Regions from separate parts of the Macaca mulatta genome. Here region 2 is linked to region 1. A link is a contact called in public Hi-C data. All regions are on one chromosome and are shown on one strand. The core of a region is the stretch at or near the end of the contact, and the rest is flanking DNA. Distances in the headings are between cores, read along the strand shown.

Region 1 (6,265 bases), core at 1,860-4,359:
CTCTCCAATTGCATCCTCTAATTCTTCATAGACAATGTGCTCAGGCCTCTGTATTTTTCCTTCAGCCCCATCACTGTATGAAAATTGGCCTCTGCATGGCTGCTAATGATCACATCCAGTGATCTTTCTGTCTTCCTTCTTGAAACTTTCACTCCTTTGCCTTTGGGTCTTATCTTTTTCTGGTTTCTCCTGCAGGCTCTCTGATGACATTTCTTATCTCTTGGTGGATATTGCTGATTCAAGTCAGGTTGGAGAAGGAGTTTGGATGTATAACTAAGCACCAGCAAGCCAATGCCACAAGTGTACAGATCAATATCTTGAGTATAGACTGTAGCTTAATTCTGGACACAAACCTTAAATGTGAAGTTTTGTAGCCAGAAGACATTTTGAAGGCTTATTTTCAAGACTGAAGTAATTGGAGATAGAATGTATGCATCCTGCAGTCATTCCCCTTGATTTGACTCTTGGCCATGCCAGTTGTGAACTACGTCACTTTGGGCAAGGAAGACAATTTCCCTTAGTTTCATCTGTGCAAAATAGGTATATTAATACTACTTTATAGGGTTGTTGTGAGGATTAAAGTAGAATAAATGAGCTACTCAATAACTGTTAACTCATCTTATAATTTCTTCCTTCTCTTACTTACTTACTAAGTACATATTGAATGCCTACCATGCGTCAGGCACTATGTTAGATACTGGGGGTACAATGATGAATCAGTACAGACACAATGTAGCCTCATGTAGCCACAGTGCCCTTATATAGCTTACTGTCTAGCTGGGGAGATGGTTGTTAATAACACACATACCTTTATTTAGATCAAGGGTATGGATAAGACAGTGGTAGGAGATGAAGCTGGAAAAATGGCATATGGGATACTTGAGATTGAAAGAATTGTGTGCAGTGGTCTTGGTGAGAATGATGAAGATCTGAAGTAGCACTTTAGCAGTGAGGATGGACAGAAGGGTTCTGAGACTATTAGGGGATAGAGTTATTATAATAATTTCCCAAGTGTGTTTCTTCTACACCCAGGGTGCCCCCAAATTCCAGAGCTTAAGGAGTTAAAAGGGGTTTATGATAGCTTTTCCAGCAACCCAAATGGACAGTCCTTTCTCTTTTCCATTCCTGGCTTGTCAACCAGCACTTTCTATTGGACTTCCCTTCTGTCCGCTGTCAGTGCTTTTCTTACGCTGTGCTGCTCCCTAGTGGAAACCGAAAGTTCATAACAGCATGGAGTCTTTTCAGCTGTTAGTGCGACTCTCACATTAAATTATAGTCACGTATCACATGAGCTCACAGTCAGTGATGAACAGCATATACAGCGGTGTTCCTGTAAGATTATAATGGAGCTGCTCCACACAGGTGTACCATTTTATCTTTTACACTATATTTTTACTGTATATTTTTATATGTTCACCTATGTTTAGAGGCACAAATACTTACAATTGTGTTACAACTGCCTACCGTATTCTGTACAGTAACATGCTGTATAGGTTTTTAGCCTAGGAGCCACAGGGTATACCATATTAGTAATAGGCTCTACCACCTAGGTTTGTGTAAGTACACTCTATGATGTTCCCACAATGACAAAATCACCTAACAACACATTTCTCAGAACGTATCCCTGTCGTGAAGTGAAGCATGACTGTACTTGTACATCTCAACTGAGAAGGGAGACACTTAGCTTCCTGGTAACTCTGTGTCTTGGATCTAGGAAGCCTAAGAAAGACTAAAGATAAGACAGGGTTAGTATTTTATGTAATATTGCTCAAATTGGGTTGAGAAAGCCCTCAAAAGCACTGAGCGACTCTTGCAGAACAACTCCCCATCTTTTTCTCTTCTTCTTTTTAGTTACCTCTTAGTAAAGATTTTGAGAAGCCTAAGCAGAGAGCTCCTGGAGGTCTATGTTACCAGGAGGGTAACATAGATGAGTGAAGTGAACCAGTGTAATGTGATGGCAAGTGGAGGGGACTATGGAGAACTGGAGTCACCACCACTAAGCACCAGTTATTTGGTATCCTACAGGAATATGGGTCCAATGTTAGCAAAACTTTCTTTTTTCTTTCTTTCTTTCTTTCTTTTTTTTTTTGGAGACAGAGTTTTGCTCTTTCGCCCAGGCTGGAGTGAAGTGGCATGATCTCGGATCACTGCCAAATCAAGTGATTCTCCTGCCTCAACCTCCCGAGTAGCTGGAATTATAGCACCAGCCAACACACCCTGCTATTTTTTTTTTTTTGTATTTTTAGTAGGGATGGGGTTTCTCCATGTTGGCCAGGCTGATCTTGAACTCCTGACCTCAGGTGATCCACCCATCTCAGCCTCCCAAAGTGCTAGGATTGCAGGCGTAAGCCATTGCGCCCACCCAAAAGTTTCCATTTTTAAAGAGAAGCTGGAAAGCCAGATTACTACATGAAATATTCTAGTTTTTAAAATGTTGTTAAGTAATGTAAATATTTGAGAAAAGAGAACGAGAGCTCTAATGCCACTTGTTTTCAAGCTCTTCATGGTAGACCATCAATTTTCAAATGCTTGATGAGTAGTGGCCACTGCTAATCACTCCATTATTAAATTTTCACTAGTTTATGGTAAAATCTTTTAAAAGGACAATAAAATGAATTTTTCTATAAAGCTAACTAAATCTATCCAATATAAAGAACTGCTTTCTCCTCTGGTGATTATATTCTTACATATTTTGTTAAAATCTCCTTCATTTATCTTTGTATTTGTTCAAATATCTTTTATGAAATAAAAGTATTGTTTTAAATACATTTAATTGGAAAAATTAAGAGTTGGTGACTTAACACTGTCTTGTTGCATTTAGTTTTGTTTCACTTATTTTTGAAATCCAAATGACTGGGCATTGCTGCTAGGACAATGGCAAGTCACTGAAGGTTTTATTAAAGCACTGTTGTGTTGACATAACCCTAGACTCCAGCAGTGATGTGGAAGATTTGTTGGTTGAGACTAGAGTCCCAGAAGTAATAGAATATGAAAACCCAAGGGAACTTCTGACTTATTCCTTCATTTAATGACCGAGGACACTGAGATAGAGTAGGGAAGTGAATTGTCCACAGTCACCGGGGGAGGTAGTAACAGAGCCGCAATTACATCCTGTTTTTCTGACACGAGACAAGTATTTCAACTGCCCCAGTCCTTTCTACATCAGCCACACGGTATGCTGAGACGCTGAAGTGCCCACCTGTTGGAAAGCTTAGTAAAGGGAAGACTTCAGGATGACAGAACAGGGGATTTGTGTAATTGTGCATTTCTATTGAAACTTAAAGCCCATGCGTCACGTTCATTTCATTTTTAAGGTACAGAAGTTTGCCTTTAATTGCTGCTGAGTTAATTTTCTGTTAGGATGTTTCTTTCATGAGTAGGTCTTTAGGTTTAAAAGTATATTATAGTCCACTTATTGTGATATTTGGCTATGTTAGAACCTCAGTTTATTAGCAAATACACCCACTTGACTTTCCCCTTGATATGTCCCAATTTCTACAGGTGCTTATGTACCTACCCATACCAAAAGTTTTTTTTTTCTTGTCATTTACTCTGCATGTGAGTGTCTCTGTCGTATTTCCCCACTTGATGGATACATTTTACATGGGTAAGATGATGTATTTTATACTCTTTATTCTCTGGTACCTGTGACTGGCACACAGTAGGGATTTGACTTGATTATTAAAGAACGACAGTAGCAATAATGATAACTTTTATACATTAAGCACCATCCGTATGCCAGGTATTACTCTAAATGCTTTTTGAAAAACATCATGTAAAGAAGATTAATCTAAAAATATTTACTGTTTGCTGTGTTGAATGCTGGGGAAACAGCGGTAAATCAAATGGGGTTTACAGCCTGAACTTCAGTGCCTTCCTTCTCAGCACTGCCTCAAACCTCTCCTGATTCATGCTAGCCCGAAATGCATGATTGTACATAATTAAGAAAAGAGTTTTGGTTATGTCAGTTGCTGTGAGGGAGAGATACTGAATGTTGGAAGTAAGATAAGACTTGTTGGATAAAATGAAAATTAAGTTATGACACCAAGGGTGAGCTAGGTGTTATTCAGATGAAGGGCAGGGGGTATGTTTTATGCAGAGGGAGTATTCAGGGCAGAGGCCCAGATGGAAGGTACCAAACATCAAGTGTAGTTAGTCATATAATTTGTTATTTGTATATTATTTGCCTTAAAAAACTGTCTTTTCTGCTCTGTTGAGCTCCTTGAATACAGGGTGCGATGTAGGTCTTATTTCATCAATAGTGCTGCCCTAAACTCTTCCCCATATGTTTGTTTTCTATTTTATCTTTAGTAAAGATAAAGATAAAGGTATTTTATCTTTAGTAAAGAAAATGTCTGCTTTTCTGACAGGCTCACCTACCTGTAAGCACTATACATAGTTTCCTTACTGAGTTGAATTTGTAGTATTTCATTATTTATTCATCCATTTGTCTATTTGATGGGCATAAGTGTGTGCCAAGAAAACTTAGGAAAATGTAGGAGATTCCTCATGGGCTAATTCTTGATCTAGACTTAAGGTTTGGCATAACCGAGACCAGAAAATCTCACCTACAAAGCAATATATTACAATTTTAAAACATTTAAATTTTAATGTATTGGGTTATGACTTTTTTTTCCTTTTTGTGGTTTAATTATGCCAGTATTTAAAAACCTGCTTTTGTTTTTCCTGACTCAGCCCATCTGCCAAGCGGCCTATCAGAATGACTTTGGACAAGTGTGGCGGTGGGTGAAAGAAGACAGCAGCTATGCCAACATTCAAGATGGCTTTAATGGAGACACTCCCCTGATCTGTGCTTGCAGGCGAGGGCATGTGAGAATCGTTTCCTTCCTTTTAAGAAGAAATGCTAATGTCAACCTCAAAAACCAGGTGAGGTCATGACACAAAAGGAGAGTGTAATTGTTCATGGTCATTCTTTTCTCCTTGAATCACTAGAAGTGGTGCATGTTATTTTTAAAATTGCTTGTAGCTCCTAATACCAACAATTATCTTAGCTTTACTTTAGAGAGACTGACACATAGCAAGGACACTTTATTAGACTAAACAGCAAAATAAAACATAGTTCAATCAGCAGGCATAATTTGTGATAAATTACATCTTTTTACCTCTGGTTCACTCATTTGGCTGGATAGAGCTTCTTTCTTTTCCTTCTTCCTGTCTTCATCGTCCTCTTTCTCCCTCTCCTCTCTTTCTTGTCACTAACACAGAAGCAATGGCAAAGATTTCTTGGAAAAGAAATGCTGTTTCATTAGTTAGATTTTTACCTGCTGTATTAATGTCCTGATCTCCAGAGGATCCTATAGTGTACTTGTAGAATGAAAGAGTACTATTGAGAAATTTACCAAGGACAAATAAGCTCATGAACCAGAGGTTACTTGAAGTCACACAAAAAGATGTAAATAATATATTTAAAGATGCAATATTAGCTACTTTGGAGCCTTCAGGACCAAGGAAGAGAAGATTATGTGTGTATTGCTGTGAAAATCCTTGTGGAGCCCTTTCCTTTCTGAACATCTAGCATTTGCATCGTAGTGAAGGCAATGTTTAAATTACACTGAATAAATATTAAAAGTCATTTTTTTGCAATCATTATGACTGTCCTATACCCACTCATATGCATTCAAGGCGAGAAAACACTGGAATTCCCCCTTTGCCTCTTCTAAGTCATTTGGAGACTAGCTCATTGTAACGATGTACTATCAGAAAATTGATCGCTATTGGACTTTTTTATTTGTGCTTACTATTTTACATTTGGTTGGGATTAAAAGCGAGTCATGACTGTGCTGAATTGAACAGATATACGACATCGTAGAGTATAATAGGATCTCTGTAGATCACTGCTGTGAAACCAGATATGTGGAGTTGCGGTGAGTGGTAGTGCCAGAGGACAGATGTCTGTGGGTTCTTGAGCTCTTTTAAGAGATGCGCTCATTAGGAAATGGAGGGAGGAGATGTTAGCCTGTGGGCAAGGCTGAGGAGACGCTTTTATCTCTGCTTTGCAGAAGAGGAGGGCCTCAGCTAGCCTTCTGGGATTTTCTGGTATCATAAAAACCATGAAAAAGACTTTAGTGGATACATTCAGTTTTCAGTTTGCATTTTCCACTTTCAAATGTTTCTAATGTGTTAGCATTTAATATTTTTATTTTCTCCAAATATTAATTTTGTACATTAATAATTTTAACTGGTGATTTCTCATGTCTGAAATCTGTTTATAAATTATTTCCAGAAGCACTAAACAAAGGCCTTA
Region 2 (6,265 bases), core at 2,573-5,072, 100 kb before region 1:
AGATTGTCCGGGACATCAAGGAGAAACTGTGTTATGTAGCTCTGGACTTTGAAAATGAGATGGCCACTGCCGCATCCTCCTCCTCCCTTGAGAAGAGTTACGAGCTGCCTGATGGGCAAGTGATCACCATCGGAAATGAACGCTTCCGCTGCCCAGAGACCCTGTTCCAGCCATCCTTCATCGGTAGGCAACAAACGCCCTTTTCCTGGGAAGGGGAGTCATTGTCTTCTCCCGTATCAAGCCAGCCTCCAGAACATGGAGACAAGTGACGGTTGCCCCAAGACCAAAAGCATTTCTAAACCAGAAAAAGGGAAAGTGCCACATATTCAAGGTGAGAAGACATAATGAGGCCAGGAAAGAAGTTTTCTTTCGAAGAAAACAATATCTACGTTGCAGTTAAGCCCAAAGCATTCTTGGTGTATGATGAAAGAATTAAATAATGCCTATGCTTTGGAGACAGTGGAAAGGGTAGGGAGAGTGTGCTGAATGCTGAGAATTTGGGAATGCTGGGGGAGAGAAAAGTAGAAGAGCACTCAAAGTGAGTCTGTTCCTACATCCACATTGTCTTGGAGAGACAGGTTTGTATAGTTGTTTACATAGGCAGGCTCTGAGAGGGATGAGCCTGGGTTTCAGTCTTAGTTGTCTTGATCTTGGGAAAGTCACAACCTTCCCAATTTGTCTCCTCATATATAAAGTGGAGACTGTAATATTACTTATGTCCTAGAATGGCTGTGAGAATTACATGAGATAGATAAAGAACATTTAGCCCACTGCCTGGCAAAAGCAAGCATTCAATAATTATCAGATATCACTAGTAATTAATAATCAGGTAGTGCTATTGTTAACGTTATCATTACATCACAGCACCGCAGAAGATGAAGGGGCACCTAGAGATTTTTTTCAAAACACCTGCATCAGAAATTAACAAAAGTCCAGACCCGCCCCCCAAAAAAATTTTAGCAAGATTGGAAAAAATGATCCTTTGTCTGAACAGGATAGAAAATTTTCCTGATAATCCAGCCCCATTAGCTTTGGGGGCTGGGGCAGATGCAAGGTAGCTGTCAAATGGAGACCTGGGAGAGCTCTGAAGAGTGGCTGCAATATTGGCTCAGCATGGAAGCTTTACAGGGAATCGGAAGGCTTCACCCCTGATTTAAACCACATGGAGTGAGTAGTGAGTCTGTTAAAAAAAATCAGTGATACCTGTTGTAGCCTGTGCCTCAGGATGCTGCAGCAGGCCTTCCTCATCAGAAGGGAGTCAGGAAGACATAGAACGTAACAAGACCCTTTAGTCTCTCAGACAGGTGGTTCCTAGATTATTATGTCATCCCAGCCTCAGTCCACTGCAAGATCATCCAGATGCTCAAGTTTGGTCTTCCACGTCTAGCCTGGGTTTTACTCTCCACCTAAGGACCATGGCCTGTGTCTCTTTTCCAGGGATGGAGTCTGCAGGCATCCATGAAACCACCTACAACAGCATCATGAAGTGTGATATTGACATCAGGAAGGACCTCTACGCTAACAATGTCCTATCAGGAGGCACCACTATGTACCCTGGCATTGCCGACCGAATGCAGAAGGAGATCACGGCCCTAGCGCCCAGCACCATGAAGATCAAGGTACTGTTCAGTGACAGACTCAGTGGCAATGATGCCAGCAGTGTCAGCCCTATAACCACAGACTAGAACTCTTCAGAGACTGTATTTTGGTGACACGCAATTGTGGGTTTTAGGGGTAGGTAGTGGACACAAATCCCATATTTTACAGGATGTAAGTCAATCCAGTTCATAAGAAAAATTGAGTGACTTTATACAAAATTTGATCTCTGTTTATCCTTATCAGCTACTTTCAGCAGCTGCAATCAAGATCAGCAGAGCTCCCCACATGTTCATATCTCTTTAAAATATGCATTTTGTTTGCTCGACACAAAAAATAATGCATCGTGCATGTAACACATTTTAAAAAAATACAGATGACCTAGACTTATTTCTGAAGAACTTTAAACACTGTAGATTCAGGAGCGTTATACTCTTCTTCCATTACTAACCTCAATCCCGTGGCCAGGAATTCGAATTTTATCTTCATTCCTCTGTCTAGCACATCTTTTGATACAGGCGCTCAGAAGCACTGAATGACTCCAGGATGACCAAGCTCAGTCCCTGAGCCACCCAGGACCCCTGTATGTGGTGTGAATGTTGAGCCCTAGTGAAGGGAACTCAGGGATTAAATGGAGATAATTCTTTGGAGGCAAACTTAACCTGTGGCTGGTCACTTCTCAAAGGCTATTATCACTCTCTGAAGTAAGAAGGCCACACTTGGGACTTTCTGACTCATGTCACAGGAAGCAGAGGGGCAATTCTAGTGCAGTTCACACATGTGGGTATTTAAACAAATTCTCTCCTCTTTGCACTCCCTTCTGTTTTTTAGAAGGAGTATGCAGCTAACATTAGAGAGTGTGCTAGACTGAAACACGCACACTTTCTCTCTCCATGACAGGCTCTGACTAGTTCTGCCCTAAAACACTTCAGCGTGAGAGAAGAGAGACTGTTTTCCAACAGGGTTTGTGTTTCTTGGATGCCGTTCTGATCAGCTCTTACCTCCCTCTTATTTTCACAGCAGAGGGAGGAGAATGAAGCCAGCAGCTGGGCTCACTACAGAATTCATCTGGTTGAGGGTCGATAACAGAAAGAGGCTATTGCTAGAGTTGGGCAGTTCCTAGTTCTCTAAACTTAGTTTCTTGAATATAAATGAATGTGAAACTCTGGGCCCCAATGTAGTGAGATAGTACAGAGCACCAGGAGAAACCTGGGACAATAAGATGATAACATTTGGTGAAAACGGAACTGGATGAGGGACCTATGGGAACTCCCATAGAATTTGCCATAGGCTGTTCTTGCATTGCTATAAAGAAATACCTGAGACTTGGGTAATTTGTAAAGAAAAGAGGTTTAATTGGCTCACAGTTCAGCAGGCTGTACAGGAAACAGCTCTAGCATCAGCTTCTGGGAAGGCCTCAGTCTCAGAAAGCTTCGAATCATGGTGGAAGGCAAAGCAGGGGCAGACACCTCACATGGCAAAAGCAGGGGTAACAGAGAGGGCAGGGGTTGGGGGGAGGGTGCCACACACTTTGAAATGACCAGATCTCTCATGTGAACTCGGAAGAAGAGCTCACTTATCACCAAGGAGATAGCCTAAGCCATTCATGAGAGATCCACCCCTGTGATCCAAACACCTCCCACCAGACCCCACCTCCAACACTGGGGATTACATCCCAACATGAGATTCGGAGGAGACATCCAAACTATATTAAATTCTTTACAACTTTTCTGAAAATCTAAAATTATTTCAAAATAAAAAGGTTATTTTTAAAAACAAAACAAAACAAAAAACCACCTGGGAGAACCCAGGTTTGAATATTAGATCTGACACTGATATAACCAGTGTTACCTGGGTCAGTTACTTAAACTGTCTCAGCCTCTGTTTCCTCATATGTAATATGGGAGTAATTTAAGACTTATTCTTCAAGATATTTATGAGAATCAAATGAGATAATACATGTAAAATGCTTAGCATAGTGTCTGACATATAATTACGTGTTCAGTAAATATCAGTACTTTGTATTAAGAAGTACATGCTCAAGCAGAGCTCAGAAGATAAAGATTAAACTGGTTAACCAGTTTTCACTGTTCTCTGTGCCTAAACCATTCATTTATTTAAGAAACATGAGCATGCCTTGCATGTTAGGCCTATGCACTGGGAAAGGCCAAACAGTGCAGCTTAAGAGGCACCTATTGCAAGGGAATGTCCCCAGCAGGGGACCCTGAATCCCCCATTGTTAAACAGAGCATCTGGGTGAAAAGTGGTAGTTCGCTTCACCACGTCAAAAAACATTTGTATAGTAAGTCCTAGCACAATTACAACTTCTCCTTTGAATAGCCTAGAGTTTCTACAGAAAGTGTTTCGTGTTGAATTCTGAGGCTGAGTTCATGGAAATCAGAGGCATTGCCAGGGTTCTTAAGTGGGGGCCATGGCTAGATTTGCAGCCAACTCTGTTTGCTCAATAGTGTGGTTGAGGAGTTACACATGAGAAAAACGAATGTGCTTACTGAAGAATTTCTAAACCCGTGGCTCCCTCTGGCGGTCCTGCCAAGAACATGACACAATTAGGACACAATTGGCATCTAACAGACAAGCCTGTGTCCCTGCTGAACAAGAAACTAAGCCATGGTAGAACACCCAGGCTCTGTCCTATCGCACTAACGACTGCACTCATGATGACATTAATGACCCTTCTTTTTCATCTTGACTGACAGATCATTGCCCCTCCGGAGCGCAAATACTCTGTCTGGATCGGTGGCTCCATCCTGGCCTCTCTGTCCACCTTCCAGCAGATGTGGATCAGCAAACAGGAATACGATGAAGCCGGGCCTTCCATTGTCCACCGCAAATGCTTCTAAAACACTTTCCCGCTCCTCTCTGTCTCTAGCACACAACTGTGAATGTTCTGTGGAATTGTGCCTTCAGTTCTTTTCCAAGTCATTCCTAGCCAAAGTTCTGACTCGTTACCTATGTGTTTTTTAATAAATCTGAAATAGGCTACTGGTAACTTCTAGCGTTGGCCTCCGATCAATACCCGACCGAGATCACGTTAGGTTGACCTCACCCGTTACAGGATGGCTCCCTCTAGTGGTCCAGCTGAGCACATGACAATTAGGATGGATATGTTTCTCAAGCAAAGGGTAGAATCACATTACCTAAAGTGGGGAGCTGCATTTCGGTTCTGTAAAGAGGAATAATTTGAGAATACATTGGAGATTTTAAAAAATAACATGGACTACAGTGTATCAATGGGATAATCTACAGTACCTCATAACTTGCAAAGTGATTATATTACTTTACACTCATAACCCCAGTACTGGTAACCTGATGGGCGAAAACAATTACACATACACACACGTATATATATATACATATACACACATATATATGTGTGTGTGTATATATATACACTATATATATTAGAGATAAGGTCTCACTCTGTCGCTGGAGTGCAATGGTGTAATCATAGCTCATTGCAGCCTTGAACTTCTCGGCTCAAGCAATTCTTTCCTCTTGGCCTCCCAAAATGCTGGAATTATAGGCATGAGCCACTGTGCCTATGTATCTTAAAAGTAATATCTTGTATATTAAAAATCACACACACATATACATTTCCCATATGTATACACATGTATGTGTGTGACTTTTAATATACAAGATATGACTTTTAATGCATACACTATGTATTAAACATATATATATACACACACATATATATGTACATATAGAAACAGGTCTGACTTCTATGTTCATTGAGGGAAACATGGATTTTTTAAAAAACATTGAGAAACACTGCCTTAAAATCTCACTACACATCTGGACCATCTGTTTCCCTTCTCCTGATCTCTGTCTTTGAAAAGGATACTATGGATATATTCATGCCAGAAGGAATGAGAGAGATAACAATACTTTCCAAGGACTATTAGCATCAATCATCTGGCGAAGGGTTTTACACATAGCATCTCTCAGCTGTTCTTCACAACTATCTAGGGAAGTATTACTATCAGCCCACTTTATAGATGAGGAGACAGAGATTGCTCTAGAAACGCAACTGGATAGGAGAGTTACCAACTTCAGCTGTTCCTTTGCCCATTTGGCCTGAGGCACAAGGATATAAAAAAATACCAACCCTGCCGTTCAGGGTCTTAGCCTCAGACCACTCCTTGCCCAGGCTGTTCACCACCCTCAGTTGCTCCCAAGCTGGGAGCTGCTTGCCCTCCAGTGCATACAGTGTGTGTCAGCAGCTACTGGTTGTCCTGAGGAGCGAAGGTGGCTCTGTCCGTGGCAGCACCTCACTGCAGAGACCTCCAGGCCCAGGACTGAGTGTCTGTTTGGTCCAGAAAACCCAAACTTCCCTAGTATTCTCTGGCCCTGTAACTTGCAGATAATTAGGGTTAATACTACAAATAATAAGAGCTAGGATGTACTGGTGCCCGCCATGACCACAGCCTGTATCAAGCTCTTTATATTAGGATCTTATTTTCTCCTACAACAGCCCTATTATTTTGGTCTGCCTTTAAAAAAAATAGAGATGGGGTCTTGCCATGTTGCCCAGGCTGGTCTTGAACTCCTAGGCTCAAACAATCCCCCTGCTTTGGCCTCCTAAAGTGCTGGGATTACATGCATGAGGCACAGCACCTGAACATTACTGCCTTTTTACAGAAGA

The links. A called contact is a pair of places that touch in the nucleus more often than the background predicts.
Region 2: a Hi-C map of blood shows a contact between it and region 1, with 3 times the contacts expected there. The contact joins two enhancer-like sites. A contact is called at or near these places in 7 of 14 Hi-C or Micro-C datasets (CD4 T cells, blood, fetal cortex germinal zone and 3 more).

Annotation. Positions count from the first base shown.
Region 1 is chr9:100,907,040-100,913,304 of T2T-MMU8v2.0, reverse strand. It overlaps ANKRD22 (ankyrin repeat domain 22), which reads left to right. Exons shown (of 6, transcript XM_001082543.5): 2 at 4,696-4,887. Among named protein-coding and RNA genes, the nearest start is that of ANKRD22, 15 kb to the left of the region's middle. Within about 2 kb of position 3,109, at least 6 of the 40 cell types and tissues checked have an H3K27ac peak or open chromatin away from gene starts, as enhancers often do.
Region 2 is chr9:101,011,493-101,017,757 of T2T-MMU8v2.0, reverse strand. It overlaps ACTA2 (actin alpha 2, smooth muscle), which reads left to right. Exons shown (of 9, transcript NM_001258072.1): 7 at 1-183; 8 at 1,438-1,619; 9 at 4,314-4,552. The coding sequence ends at 4,457. Among named protein-coding and RNA genes, the nearest start is that of ACTA2, 16 kb to the left of the region's middle. Within about 2 kb of position 3,822, at least 12 of the 40 cell types and tissues checked have an H3K27ac peak or open chromatin away from gene starts, as enhancers often do.